2 separate regions of the Sus scrofa genome follow, and region 1 is linked to region 2. Evidence: chromatin contacts called from public Hi-C data. All regions are on one chromosome and are shown on one strand. Each heading gives the region's core, a stretch centred on a gene start, on an enhancer-like site or on the middle of the called end of the contact. The rest is flanking DNA. Distances are from core to core; before and after follow the strand shown. Region 1 overlaps CYTH3 (cytohesin-3). Region 2 has its middle 9.4 kb from the start of PDGFA.

Region 1 (5,867 bases), core at 1,558-4,057, 4.6 Mb after region 2:
GGTAGGCGTCTGCTGGATTGGGTGACTTTAAAAAAAGAGTTTGGTGGAACATGGGGCGCAGTCTTACTGGAGCGGGCTCAGGGGTGACCGGGAGGGATTTTGCCTTGCTGAAGGAGAAGCGTGGGCCATGGCCTTGCCGGGGCTTTGCTGTGTGAGAGTGGAGGGCAAGCCGGGGGGCGGGATGTTTTGCATCTCGGAGTTTCTCAGGTGAACCGTCGTGACAGCGGACCTACGACAGGTCATCCGATGAGCAGAGCAACGCCGTTTGCACTTTCACACTCTAAGTCACTGTGGGAGCGAGAAAGTATTTTTAAAAAGTTACTGGCACATCCTTTAGGAAGCTGGTTTACCCATTTGTAAGGCAGGATCATTGAAACTTGTGCAATGAAAGGAAAAAATAGGTCTTACCAAAGTATCCTGCAAGCTGCTTAAAATGTATTCAGTATTTTGAGGAGTTTCCGTCGTGGCACAGTGGTTAACGAATCCGACTAGGAACCATGAGGTTGAGGGTTCGGTCCCCAGCCTTGCTCAGTGGGTTAAGGATCTGGTGTTGCTGTGAGCTGTGGTGTGGGTCACAGACATGGCTTGGATCCTGAGTTGCTGTGGCTGGGGTGTAGGCCGGCGGCTACAGCTCCCATTAGACCCCTGGCCTGGGAACCTCCATATGTGGTGGGTGTGGCTCTAAAAAGACCAAAAAAAAAGTATTAAGTATTTTGAATTTGTGGGAAAATAGTAAAACCTTTAATTGGGAGTAGAAAACACATGACTCTCCATCCTGATTTTTGAAGTTGATCAAACTTAAAAACGTTTCTATAGCTCATGTCCTTCCCCCATGGGCACGATGGGATAGACGTGAGATTCTCGACTGTGTTAGAACAGGAGACCCTTCCGCAAGCACTTGCTTGGGGTCGGTGTCTTCCAGTGTGGTTTAAATAGTAGAAGGCACTCACCTGAGTCCATTCAGTTGGCTAAGAATATTTTGTAATTTACTTGGATAGAGCAGATTTGCTCTTTGCTGACTCAGTGTCACCAGGAGCCCTGTTCAAATAAGGGCCAGTAAGTTCCTGTCCTAAACTTGCAGCAGGGCTATTTTTAATCACTGAGCTCTTCTTTTGAACAACGTATTCCTGTAATTAATAAATAAAACCGGCAGTTGGCTGTAAAACCGAGCATTTTAATGATGATGGAAAAGGGTTTCTTCGTGTCTAGGTAGTCAGTGATCTTTTAAATTCTGGCTTCATCCAGATGTTTGGCAGCACGTCGACACAGCCTGACGGCAGTTTTCTCCTTCACTTTCATGGGAACATATAATACTCTCCGTTTATTTTGGACGGCAGAATTTCCTTTTTCTGTGGACAGATGCGTATGAGACACATGCTCTTCCAGTGGAGTTTGTGGCCCCCTGAGGATTCTCTGCAGGAGGAAATGGCTTGACCTGTTTGGTTGCTATGAAGTAAAAACAATCTTGTTTTCTTTTTTTTTTTTTTTTTTGGGTGAACATCTGGCTTGCGTTTATCATCTTACATTCTGGAGGTTCTTTAAGACTACAGTTTGATCATACGAAGGTCCTTTCGAGCAGTCACCATTGAGCCGTTTCTATGGTTGGTTTAGTGCTAGGGTGGCCTGATAGACTTTTAAAAATACGAATAATATTTTTTTCCCTTTCTATAAAGTGTAGGCGTTCCGTGGCGGCCCAGAGGTTTTAGGATCTGGCATTGTCTGTCACTGCTGTGGTGTGGGTTCCACCCAACCCGGGAATTTTCACCTGCCTTGGGCGTGCCCCCCCCCAAATATATAACTTTTCAGAAACTGTCGATTTTTTTTTTAAGTTCATTTATTTAGATTTTAATTTTTTTCTGGCCACACCCACAGCATGTACAAGTTCCTAGGCACCAACAGCTCTTGATTTTTAAGCCACCAGATGGGATGGAGCTGGAGTTCCCCTTGTGGCTCAGTGGTTAACGAACCCCACGGGCACCCACGAGGATGTGGGTTCGATCCCTGGCCTCGCTCAATGGGTTAAGGATCTGATGTTGCCCTGAGCTGTGGTGTGGCTCGCAGACCTGGTGTTGCCGTGGCTGTGGTGTAGGCCGGCAGCTGTAGCGCCAATTGGACCCCTAGCCTGGGACCTCCATGGGATAGAGCTCATTTGGGGGCAGCAGGGGAAGCTCTGGTGGCCAGTGTGTCTGGGGTGCCTTGCCCGCCGCCGCCATGCAGCGTGTAGCCCCGGTTGGGCTGAGTTCCAGTCTGCGTAGCAACCAGGCCGCTTTGCTCCCCTGCCCCCTCTCCCTGGCGAAGGCACCTTGATTTGTTCAGGTGTCTGCCCGTTGGGAAGGGGCCCTCATCACCACTAGGAGAGGCTCCTGAGGGCTCTAAAGCAGCGAGTAACCCCATTGTCCTCCTGGAGAAGGAGGGACACGTGAGCCAGGTCTGGCCAGCTTTCTCCTACTTGGAATAAAATGAAGTCTCTTTCCACCTGCTTATAAATCCCTTAACAGCTTCCTTTGGCACATCCTTATGACCCCGTTTATTTTAACACAGAAATATCTTTGAAAATGCAGTCATCAGACGTGGCAGGCATGGGCCATTCAGTGTTCTGGAGAAGACAGGGCTTCCTTTTAGCTCTTCGCGGAGAGGAAATAAAATGATCAAGAATGGCCTTTTCCAAGTTGCGGTAATTAGATTAAAATTTTTTTGAATCGAGACAGCCAGATGAATTCGTTGTTGTTTGTGTTAGAGTATGGGAAACGGGGAGGATTTCGGTGACTTTCCAGTGTGAGGCCTGTTCACACGCAGAGGCTGGATTTCCCAAGTGTGGGAGGACGAGCAATTGCAGACTTTGACTCAGTAGGAGAGGCCCTTCTGAGAGCCAGAACCGTCTAGAGAGTAAAACGATGCCTCTCATTGCCCGCGTAACAAGGCAGAGTGCTCTTGGGAAATGCCGCGTTTCCCCAGGAATCACCGAGTGTCTGCTGTGGCTTCCCCAGAGCGACCTGTTTCTAAAGCTTAGCCTTTTCGTTGAAAATAGTGGCTAAGCACCCCATGAGTCGGATGGCTCCTGCCATGTTTCTCTTTGCAGAAAGCAAAGTCCCGGGCAGGCTCCCCTCCTTGCTCCGGACTGGAGTGGCCTTCAGGTGCTCAGACCAGGGAGCGGCGTCTGGAGGGCGCGTGTGGCCCCCGCTCGCCTGGCGGCCCCCGTGCTGCCTCTGCCTCTCAGATGCCCGGTAACTTGGCCGGACCTGCAGGACCTGAGTATTTTTTTAATGTGGAAAGAACAGAAGCCGAGCTACTTCCCCGGGGCTCTGCTGCTGTCGGTCCGTTGCCGTGCGGTTTTAGGTTTTAAGTCTCTGGGTACAGCCCTGGGTGCGGCCTCCATCCTTTGTCCCTGCCTGGAGGGGCGTCTCTCTCTGCCCGCGTCCCTCCGCGGTCACCGTCCTGGCGGAGAGCAGGCTGTCCTGCGCGCAGAGGTGATAAGACTTGAGGAAGCGTCGGGCTGGTTGGACGTCGGAAACACTAGCTCCCTTTTCTGCTTTCCCTGTGCAAAGTTGAGGTTGGGTGCAAAGAATTTCGCTCTTGAGAGAGTCCCCTGCTAACCTTGTCCTTCCAGCCCCGGGCCTGAGACGGCGCAGGCCAGTCACCGGAGCCGCCCCAGCTGTCTCCCCTCGGAGAGAACGTCCAGAGGCTCTGTAATCACATGAGCTCGGCCTGAATGATTTAATCTTGGTTTTCGAGATCGATCGGTGACTGGGAGTCTCGGGAACACATTTGACAGCAGGGCCATTTCCTTAATTAAAGAATTGCAGACGGCCCGTCAGGGCTGTTCAGCTGTCACTAGCTGGGGAGGAAAGGCCAAGGTCAGGTGGTAAAACTAACCTGGGCATCTCCCCCAATGCCAGAGACGGGGAGTTTTGTAGTGTTAAACCCTTCATTCTTCATTCTATGAGACTGCTTCTACTTTTTTTTTTTTTTTCTTTTTGCTTTTTAGGGCTGCACCTGCAGCATATGGAGGTTCCTAGGCTAAGGGTCAAATCAGAGCTATAGCTGCCAGTCTACACCACAGCCACAGCCACTCGGGATCTGAGCCTCATCTTTGACCTACACCACAGCTCACGGCAGTGTGGGATCCTTAACCCCCTGAGCGAGGCCAGGGATCAAACCCACAACCTCCTGGTCACTAGTTGGATTCATTTCCGCTGCACCACGAGGGGAACTCCTGTTTCCTACATATTCTGTTGAAGCTCTTTTTCCCTGATGTCCAAGTGTGTCCTGCCCCACCCCCGCCTCTCCCAGAGACTCTTCCGTTCATCCATTTACTGGAACCAGGACCCCCAGGCTGGTCCAGCGCTGTGGTGGACAGCCTGCCGTGGCCCCTGCCTCCTGGTGGGCTTTGTTGGGGTGAATCACGCTGGAGAGAACCGTGCAGCTCCTCCTTCCCAGGGAGCCTCAGGCCTGTGGGGTCAGAGAGGCCCCCTCCCCCGTGTGATCTGTGGGAATTAAGATTTCAGAATCTCTGCCTGTTTGCTCTCCCAGGTCAGCCACTGAAGGATGTTTCAGACAGTTTCGCCAGCTCAAGGCAGAAAACAGCTGTGAGGTTAATGGTTTGTTCTGAGAATCCCAGTGTCTGCTTTCGGTACACTTAGGTTTGTTGAAACACTGGAACTGGTCATTGTTGCTGACATATTTTTAAGCACATGTATACAGCTCTGCTACCTCTAGCCTTGGGGCTCTGTGTCAGTCTCCTTACGCTTCAGTCATATATGGAAAATGGACATTGGAAGAACCCAGGTGAAGTTGTTTAGCCAAGAGTTTATCAGTCCCAAACAGGGAGTTCCCCTGTGGTGCAGTGGGTTAAGGATCTGGCGTTGTCACTGCGGTGGCCAGGTTTGCTGCTGTGATTTGGGTTCGATCCCTGGCCCTGGGTCTTCCGACGCCCTCCACCTGCCCCCCGAACACTCACACAGTCAGGAGACATTGCAGACTGTCCGTCATCAGCAGTCAGCCCCTTGCCCACAGGCGCATGCTAAGCAGAGTGACCCGGCAGGTCTTTGGGGTTTGGGTTTAGGAACAGCCGATGATGGGCCGTATGATTATTGCGTCTTGTCTCCTCCAACGTGGCATTTTGAACATTTCGAATCTATAGAAAAGTTGAAGTAGTGCAGTGAATACTCACCTATCTTTAACCTATTTGCTGGCATTTGGCCACATTTACGTTATTTCTAATATGCCGTACTTTGTAGTTTATCTTTTTTTGGCTGAAGTGCGTGAAGGTGAGTTACGTGTCGTGGAACATGTGTCCCTAGATAACGCCGCGCATTCATCTCCCGTGGACCTGACCCTCCTCGGCGCCCACCCCTGCGATGCTGAAGAGAACGAACAGTAATTCCACGGCGTCATCTCACAGGCAGTCCAGGTTCTGCTCTCCCCAGCTTGTTCTCAACATGTCCTTTGTGGTTATTTTTCTTACCTGTTGTAGCTTCTCGTCAAGGTTCACCCCATGTCTTTAGTCATGTCTCCTCCGTCTTAAAAAAATTTCTTTTTGGTGACAGTGACTTCTTCAAAGAGTCCAGGCTGGTTGCCTAATATCATTATTTGTATCCTACAGTCTAGATTACGTGTTTAAAGAGAAGAGAGGTGTGCTTTGGTTTGGTTTTGTTTTTTAATGTCTTTTTTGCTATCTCAAATAAATACGTTAAAATCACCGACTCCATTCATGGTCAAGGTCACAGTCATTTTTCTTGTTCTTTGGTAAATGCGGATGAGATCGGTAACCAGAAGGAGTTACTAAACGGCTCAGATGTCAGCGGAGTATGTGCGTGGGCGAACTTGGAACAAGTACTCACTGTGGCTTGTTAGACCTACCCCCATAT
Region 2 (6,721 bases), core at 1,981-4,480:
CTGTGGCCGGCGACCCCTAGGCTGGGAACCTCCATATGCTGTGGGTGCAGCCCTAAAAAGACAAAAAAAAAAGAATAGCTTTGCATTGTGGAGAACTGGGGAGGGTGCCAGCACAGGGCTTGGTCCTGGACAGCCCGCAGGTCACCACTGGGGCCACGGAGGAATATTCCATGATTGTATCCAAGTAAAACCCCTGGGGTGTGGTGACAGTGCTACAGTGACGCAAGAGAGCTTCCTTGTCCTCGAGAGACCCCGTGGTACCGGGAGGGGGGGGCTCAGGAGGTCCGAGGCTTGTTTCCACGTGGCTGGGGGTGGGGGGTGGAGGTGAGAGATGGTAGACACTCAGGTGCAAACGTAGATGGAAGATAGATAGGTGATGGCAGGCAGGTGACAGACGCCAGACGCAGGGATGGAGCAGCACAGGCGCGGGGAGCGAGCAGGAGCTGAACTCAGGCCGAGGTACCCAGCCGCGCGTTGTACCTTCTTATGACTGCGGTAAGATTGAAAGTTCCCCAAAGGAAAGTTGGGAAAAAATGCCGATTCCTATTTTCCAGCTTTCCCATGGTCGATCAGACGTCTAGAAGATGCAGAGCAAAGCCCATTAGCTGCGTTTCCCACTTTTAAGTTGGAAAGACTCGGAGGGGACAGTACAGAAATTGGATACAGGTAAAAAAGTTGAGGCCTGAACAAAGGGACTCCCTCAGTTGGGTGTGAAAACTGTGTTTCCCGGGTCTGTGTCCATGTGTCTACACAGAGTGAGTGTTAGCCGAATCCTCAAAACACAATACCCATGAGGTCTTTGCTCGTGTTCTCGCATCAGAAAAACCACACGAGGAGTTCCCGTCGTGGTGCAGTGGAAACAAATCCGACTATGAACCATGAGGTTGTGGGTTTGAGACCTGGCCTTGCTCCGTGGGTTAAGGATCTGGTGTTGCCATGAGCCACAGTGCAGGTTGCAGACTCGGCTCGGATCCGGCATGGCTGTGGCTGTGGTGTAGGCCGGTGGCTACAGCTCCCATTAGACCCCCTGGCCTGGGAACCTCCATATGCTGCGGGTGCAGCCCTGAAAAGACAAAAAGACCAAAAAGCAAAGGAAAACCACACAAGACCCACGAAAGCCACACAGGCACGGAGGCACTTTACCGCCAGCCAGCCATGCGGATGCAGGACCGGGTCTGCGTTTCGGTGGGGGGAGGACCCGCAGGGGCCGTGAGAGCGGCTGTCCCAGCGTCTGCCTTCGAGGACAGAGCCGGCGGCAACTTGGATCGGAAGCCGTGAAAGTGGCCGTGGCCCCTGACCCTGTCATCCCACATCTGGGCGCCTCGCCTAAGAAAACGACCCAGATACAGAACCGCCACCGACTGAGGGCATCAGGACAGCGCGACGCGAGAAGCTGGAAACAACCTAAAACCCCAGGTGTGGACAAATCGTGTTCTCCTAACTCTTCCGCTGGAAACGGCGCCCTCCCTCTGGGGGTTGTGAGGATGGGTTCCTGCCGTGTGCGTGCGTGTGTGTGTGTGTGTGTGTGTGTGTGTGTGTACGGCGGTGATGTGTCCTGTGTGTGTGTGTGTGTGTGTGTGTGTGTGTGTACGGCGGTGATGTGTCCTGTGTGTGTGTGTGTGTGTGTGTGTACGGCGGTGATGTGTCCTGCACTCCCGCCCCCGTTTCCTCCCGCGGGGTTCCTGGCGCCCTGATTTTCTAGGTGTTAGCAGAGACACGGTGGTGGGGAGGGCGCTTGTCTGGTAGCTTTTCCACCCAACACCCAGGCCTGTGATGAGCTAATATTCTTTGTCTAGGAAGCTCCATCACTTCTATTTGAAAGAGACACTTGGGCAGCAGACGCTGTGGCTCTGGGCTTGGGGGTGGGCAGGTCCCTTCCCTCCCTGGGCCTTGAATCTCCTCTGAAGTGACGCTGTTGCCAGGTGGCCCTCCCCCTCCAGGAAGCCCTCTCCTCGTCTCGGCTGGACCCGGCCTCTCCTGACCCCGCGACCTCGGGCGAACCACATCACAGCTCCAGGCCTCGGCTTCCCCGTCAGGGAAAGCGGGAGGTCATGCTTCTGGTCCGGGGCTGCCGGGAAAGAAAACGCACAGCAATGTAAGTCCCCGAGAGAGTCGCTGCCACGTTCCCGCCACCTGCGAGCCGCTGCCCAGGCAGGGACAGGAGGCCTGGTGGGCTGGCCTCTGGGGGAGGGACTGGGCCGGTCTGGGCCGGGGACACTGGGCGATTCCTCCTACGGTCAGGTGTCCTCGGGCTGGGGCAGCCAGGATCTACCCACCCCTGCCGTGGGGGGCCAAGTGACATCTGTGGCAGGGAGTTTCTTGTGAAGGAGACTTGCACATGCTGGCCTGGCCCAAGGAGGGGCCCACCTGAGGGGAAGCAGCCGGGGACTGGGGGGGTGGGAGGCATGCATCTTCCCTGAGCCTAGGAGGCCAGGAGGAGAGGGGCCTGCAACGGTCTCCCATGGAGGCCGAGAGGTGGCAGGAGGAGCGGATGGAGAGGGAAGAGAAAGGCTGAAAGAAACTGAGAGATGGGGGAGGGCGAAGGAGGGAGAGGGCCAAGTGGGGGGGTCCCCTTCATCCCTGTTGGGGGCCTCCCAGGAGGACCCCTCCTGGTCCCTGTCATTTCTCGAAATGCGACAGTTTTCAGACAAGAAGAGAAGTCACTGCTCAGCCCTGCCTTCCAGTTCTTTAGGTCAGCACTCTTGGCTGCTGTGACGAGAACTCAAAGTGGCCCAAGGAATCAGACGGTGACTGCTGGGCCAGGAGCAAGCAGCTTCAGGTGTGGCTGGTTCAAGAAGTTCAGACTCCATCTTCCAAACCGGCCTCAGCCTTCATCTCCCACTTTCTCCTCAGTGGAAGTGGCAGCCAGCAGCCGGCCCCTGACACCCTCACAGCCCCAGGCTTCTAAGGGCTGCATCTCACTGGCCACCTGGGATGCTGGCCGTGGCAGGGGGTGGGGACACATGCTCCTGCTGGCCAGGCTGGATCCAGTGCCCAGGACTCCTTAGATTGTCCTCGGAAGAGGAAACGACCACACCCCCTCCCTGCACCAGGCCTTCCTGAGAGGGGCTGTCCTGCCTGGGCTGGTGACCTCTGACCCCAGCCCCCTGGAGCACCCCAGGATAGGGCCCTGGAATTCACGGCTCACACCCTGGCTCTGAGTGGTCCCTGGTCGGCTGCCCTTGGGACCTGGCCTGTATCGGCTGGACGGGTCCTCTTCAGCTGTAGCTGTTTTTCTCACCAGCAGAGAGCAAAGTCCATCAGAGAGTCTTAGCCTAGTTCTGCTGCGATCTGGGGGCATCCCTGGGGTGTGGGGAAGGCGTGGCCTGTGGGCATCTCCACGCCCCCACCTGTGGGGCCTCAGCGGGCAGAAACATCACAGGCAGGACGGAACCCAGGCCCAAAGCCCGAGAGCCAGTCCTGGGCTCGAGGACAGCTCCACAGCTGCCGTCTGTGCAACCTTTGGCTAGTGGTCCCCCTCTCCGAGCCTCAGTGGCCTCACAGACGGAAGAGGTCACTACAGGCAGAAGTACCTGCCAACCGGAGTTAAGGTGATGCCTAAGAAGAGGTGGGCACAGACCTAGGGGTGCGGCCGAGGGCAGCAGGTGCTCTGCTGCGGGTAGCGGGGAGGGCGGTTCACGGAGTGGCTTGCATACAGCAGGGGCTCAGTGAACAGCACGGAGCACCCACCCCAGAGCCCCGACGTTCTTGTGACATGAGCCTGGGCGGGGCAGCTGCGGGCAGCATGGCCACTCCTGTTGGGCTAGGGGACAGAGGCAGCCCCTCAGGGTCCCTCTGCACCTGAGACCCAGACAGGAGCCCCTTCCCTTGTCCTCCCTGGAGGCCTGGCCTCCACCTTTGCTGGCAAGGCGCCTGGCTGTGGCAGGCAGGTGCCCTGAGGCGGTGGCGGGGGGGGCTTCCTGCTCTCCTGGAGGCTCCCCCAAACACCCAGCTCCCATCCCCTGGCTGCCCAGCTTGGGGACGGAAGGCCAAGCCACCTGCAGAAGGCAGCCTTGTGGCCTGAGCCCCAGCCGATGGCCCGGAGGCCCACGGCCGGGGAGGAAGGAGCTAGGTCGTGGCGGGCACTACGTGTCCAGGGCTCATCCAGCTCCGTACAGCAAAGCTGGGCCAGTATCCTGAGTGGCCTGAGGGCCAGCCAGAGAGAGTGGACACCCCAGCCAAGCCCTGTCCTGGGACCAGCGAGCATTCGGCCCCGAGTTTCCGGCCAGCCCAGGTCTGATGGGAAGAGAGGAAGGCCAGGCTCCCGGGGGCTCCTCTCAATCCAGGGGGCCAAGGATGAATCTAAGAAGCCTTCCAGGAGGAGGTGGCGTTTGAGCAGAGCCTTGAAGGATGGCAGCCAGTAGCGGGGCTCCTCAGGCCTGGAATTCTCCTCCCGCCCACCCAGCCCCACCCATCTTATCTCCCTCTCAGGGGAGCCAGATCCCAGGGACCTTCCAGCCCAGCCTGCTCCCCTCCAGCCTACCGCCCACTGCAGAGCTGTGTGTCACCCGTCTGGAATGCACTCTCCATTTCCCGGCCCCTCCCCCGCCTCCCCTGCTGCCCATGCCAACCCATCACCACCAGACCCACCACCTCCCGACCCAGCTGTGCCAGAGCAGCCACCTGGCCCCTGACAACGGGTCTGGGAATCTGCAGGTGGGCGACCCCTCTCACCCAGGGAAGGGGTTTCCCTTAGAACCTCCCCTGGGCCTGACGGGGGAGGCCCCTCTGAGCGGGGGCCGGCACAGGGCCACCTGCTCGGGTCCGAGAGTGACAGGCTCAGGCTCAGCCTCGCAGGGTCCCCACCTCCCCTGCACCTCAAGTCCTCTCTCTTTCTGGGGTTCCAGCTTCAGGAAGCCATGGAATGAGGGCCTCCCTGGTGGCCTCCCGTGGTGGGGACCCGCTGGGGCGTCATTCTGTGCTTCCCCAAGTCCTCTCATCTGCTCCCCCGGGCGGCCGCTCTGGCCTCCAGCTTGGGCCGCTTCTGCGGTCTCCCTCTTGGGCTGTGGCCCCAACAGGGGGCTGGACGGGGCGCAGCGCACAGGTGTTGAGAGCGGGACAGAGTCCAAACGCGCCAGCCCTCACTTCTGCGCAGCCCTGCCCCCCCGTTCCCCAGGCATCCCACCCCCCCAGCCCCACCGCATCCCTCCCCGCTGCTCACAAAGTGGGTTCTGTGTTCTTGGCTCCAGGGAGCTGTTCCGGGGGCCGGAGCCCAGCCAGAGAACGTGGTGCCCATTGCATGGCTGGGGCCAGACGGGACCTGTGGCACTTTCCTCATGGGACTCTGGAAGTCGCTGCCCTTGTGCGCTGCCTTGCTGGCCACCCAGGACGGGGTTCTGGAGGGCAGGCCCACCCATCCACTGGCTGCCGGGACCCCAGGCCCAGCAGCGAGGGTTGTGGGACTGCACTCAGGCCCCATCTGTATGTAGTGGGATGGGCTGGGCACCCCCGTGAGCCCACGCTCTGCCCGATTCTCAGCCTAAAGCAGAAACGGAGGAGCACAGCGCCCCGGCTGTGCCGAGGGGCGTGCGGGGCGTGGAGGCCCAGACCAGGGCTCCTAACACAGAGCCAGGCCGGCAGGGAGGAGGGCACCGGGGCCTGGGAAGTAGAGCCTGTCCCTGTGGCGCCACCCTGCCCCGCCTCCCTGTACCGTGGGCCCCTCATGGTGGCAAGAGGGCGCCCGGGGAAGGGGACTGCTGGCTCTCCTGGGTGGGGCCAGCCCATAACGGGAGGGCTGATGACCAGGGGCAGCGAGGTGCAGGCAGGCCTGGATCCCAGCCCAGCTTCCCAGTGGAGACCGTTCCAGAGAGGCACAGGCTGGAGGAGAGAGAGAGGAGGCCGCCCCGCAGCCCGACTCGCAGCCCGACTCCCGCGGGCCTCATCTGGCCCAACAGATGACAGTCGGTCCCCAGCGAGTCAGGGCTCCCTGCAGGGGAGCTCCCAGGGCGCTCCCAGCCCTTCTCTGGGCTCCATGGTCCAGCAGGACTGCTGGGTGGGTTCAGGGCACGGGGCCTCAGTGCAGCCTGGGCACGCATCCCGTCCTTGACCCAGCCCAGTGCCCATGCAGGGACAGGCCCCCCGAGGGCAAAGACCCTTGTGGGTTGTCACTGAGCACCAGTGCCAGTGGGACCAGAGCAGGGCGGTGGGGATGGGGACGGCCAGGGCACCCTCGGCCAGAGCCAGGGCCGGCGACCCCTCCCCCACCTGCCCGGGGGATGCTTCAGGCCCCAGAGGTTCAGAATGCTTCTTCCTGAGTTCGACCATCGGGGGTGGGAGACCGGAACCGAAGGTCCTGCTCAGGACGCCCTCAATACCCACAGGCGGGGGCACCCCATTCCTGAAGGTTCCTGGCCTCACACAGCTCCGTACGGGCCCCTCCCTCCCGGCCCCCCAGCCGGAAGCCTGGAGGGTGGAGCTGGGCCCTCCTGGACCATAACCCACCCCCTCCTGAGGCCCCAGTCCTGGCCTTGGTCCCCAGCCTCCCCTCTGCGTCTCTCAGCCACAGATCTCTCTGGGTGGGCCACCAAGGGCCAGGCCTGGGAAGGGTGGGGATCGAGACAGAGGGTGTCCCAGGGGCCACCTGTGGGGAGCAGGGGGCACAGGCAGAGGGGAGGGGCAAGGACGCCCAGGTCTGGGGGTTGGAGCTCCAGGAGGGGGTGCTGTGAAACGGGTCTGCAGACTCCCTGGGGCCCCACCGGCCCCACCTCCACCCTGCCCCAGG

Evidence for each region. A called contact is a pair of places that touch in the nucleus more often than the background predicts.
Region 1: a Hi-C map of omental adipose tissue shows a contact between it and region 2, with 10 times the contacts expected there. The contact joins two enhancer-like sites. A contact is called at or near these places in 3 of 47 Hi-C or Micro-C datasets (mesenteric adipose tissue, omental adipose tissue and retroperitoneal adipose tissue).

Annotation. Positions count from the first base shown.
Region 1 is chr3:4,910,109-4,915,975 of Sscrofa11.1, forward strand. All of the region lies in intron 1 of CYTH3 (cytohesin-3), which reads left to right. Among named protein-coding and RNA genes, the nearest start is that of CYTH3, 12 kb to the left of the region's middle. Within about 2 kb of position 2,808, at least 20 of the 83 cell types and tissues checked have an H3K27ac peak or open chromatin away from gene starts, as enhancers often do. A contact at or near this core is called in omental adipose tissue, where this site is marked.
Region 2 is chr3:329,026-335,746 of Sscrofa11.1, forward strand. No RefSeq gene overlaps it. Among named protein-coding and RNA genes, the nearest start is that of PDGFA, 9.4 kb to the left of the region's middle. Within about 2 kb of position 3,231, at least 14 of the 83 cell types and tissues checked have an H3K27ac peak or open chromatin away from gene starts, as enhancers often do. A contact at or near this core is called in omental adipose tissue, where this site is marked.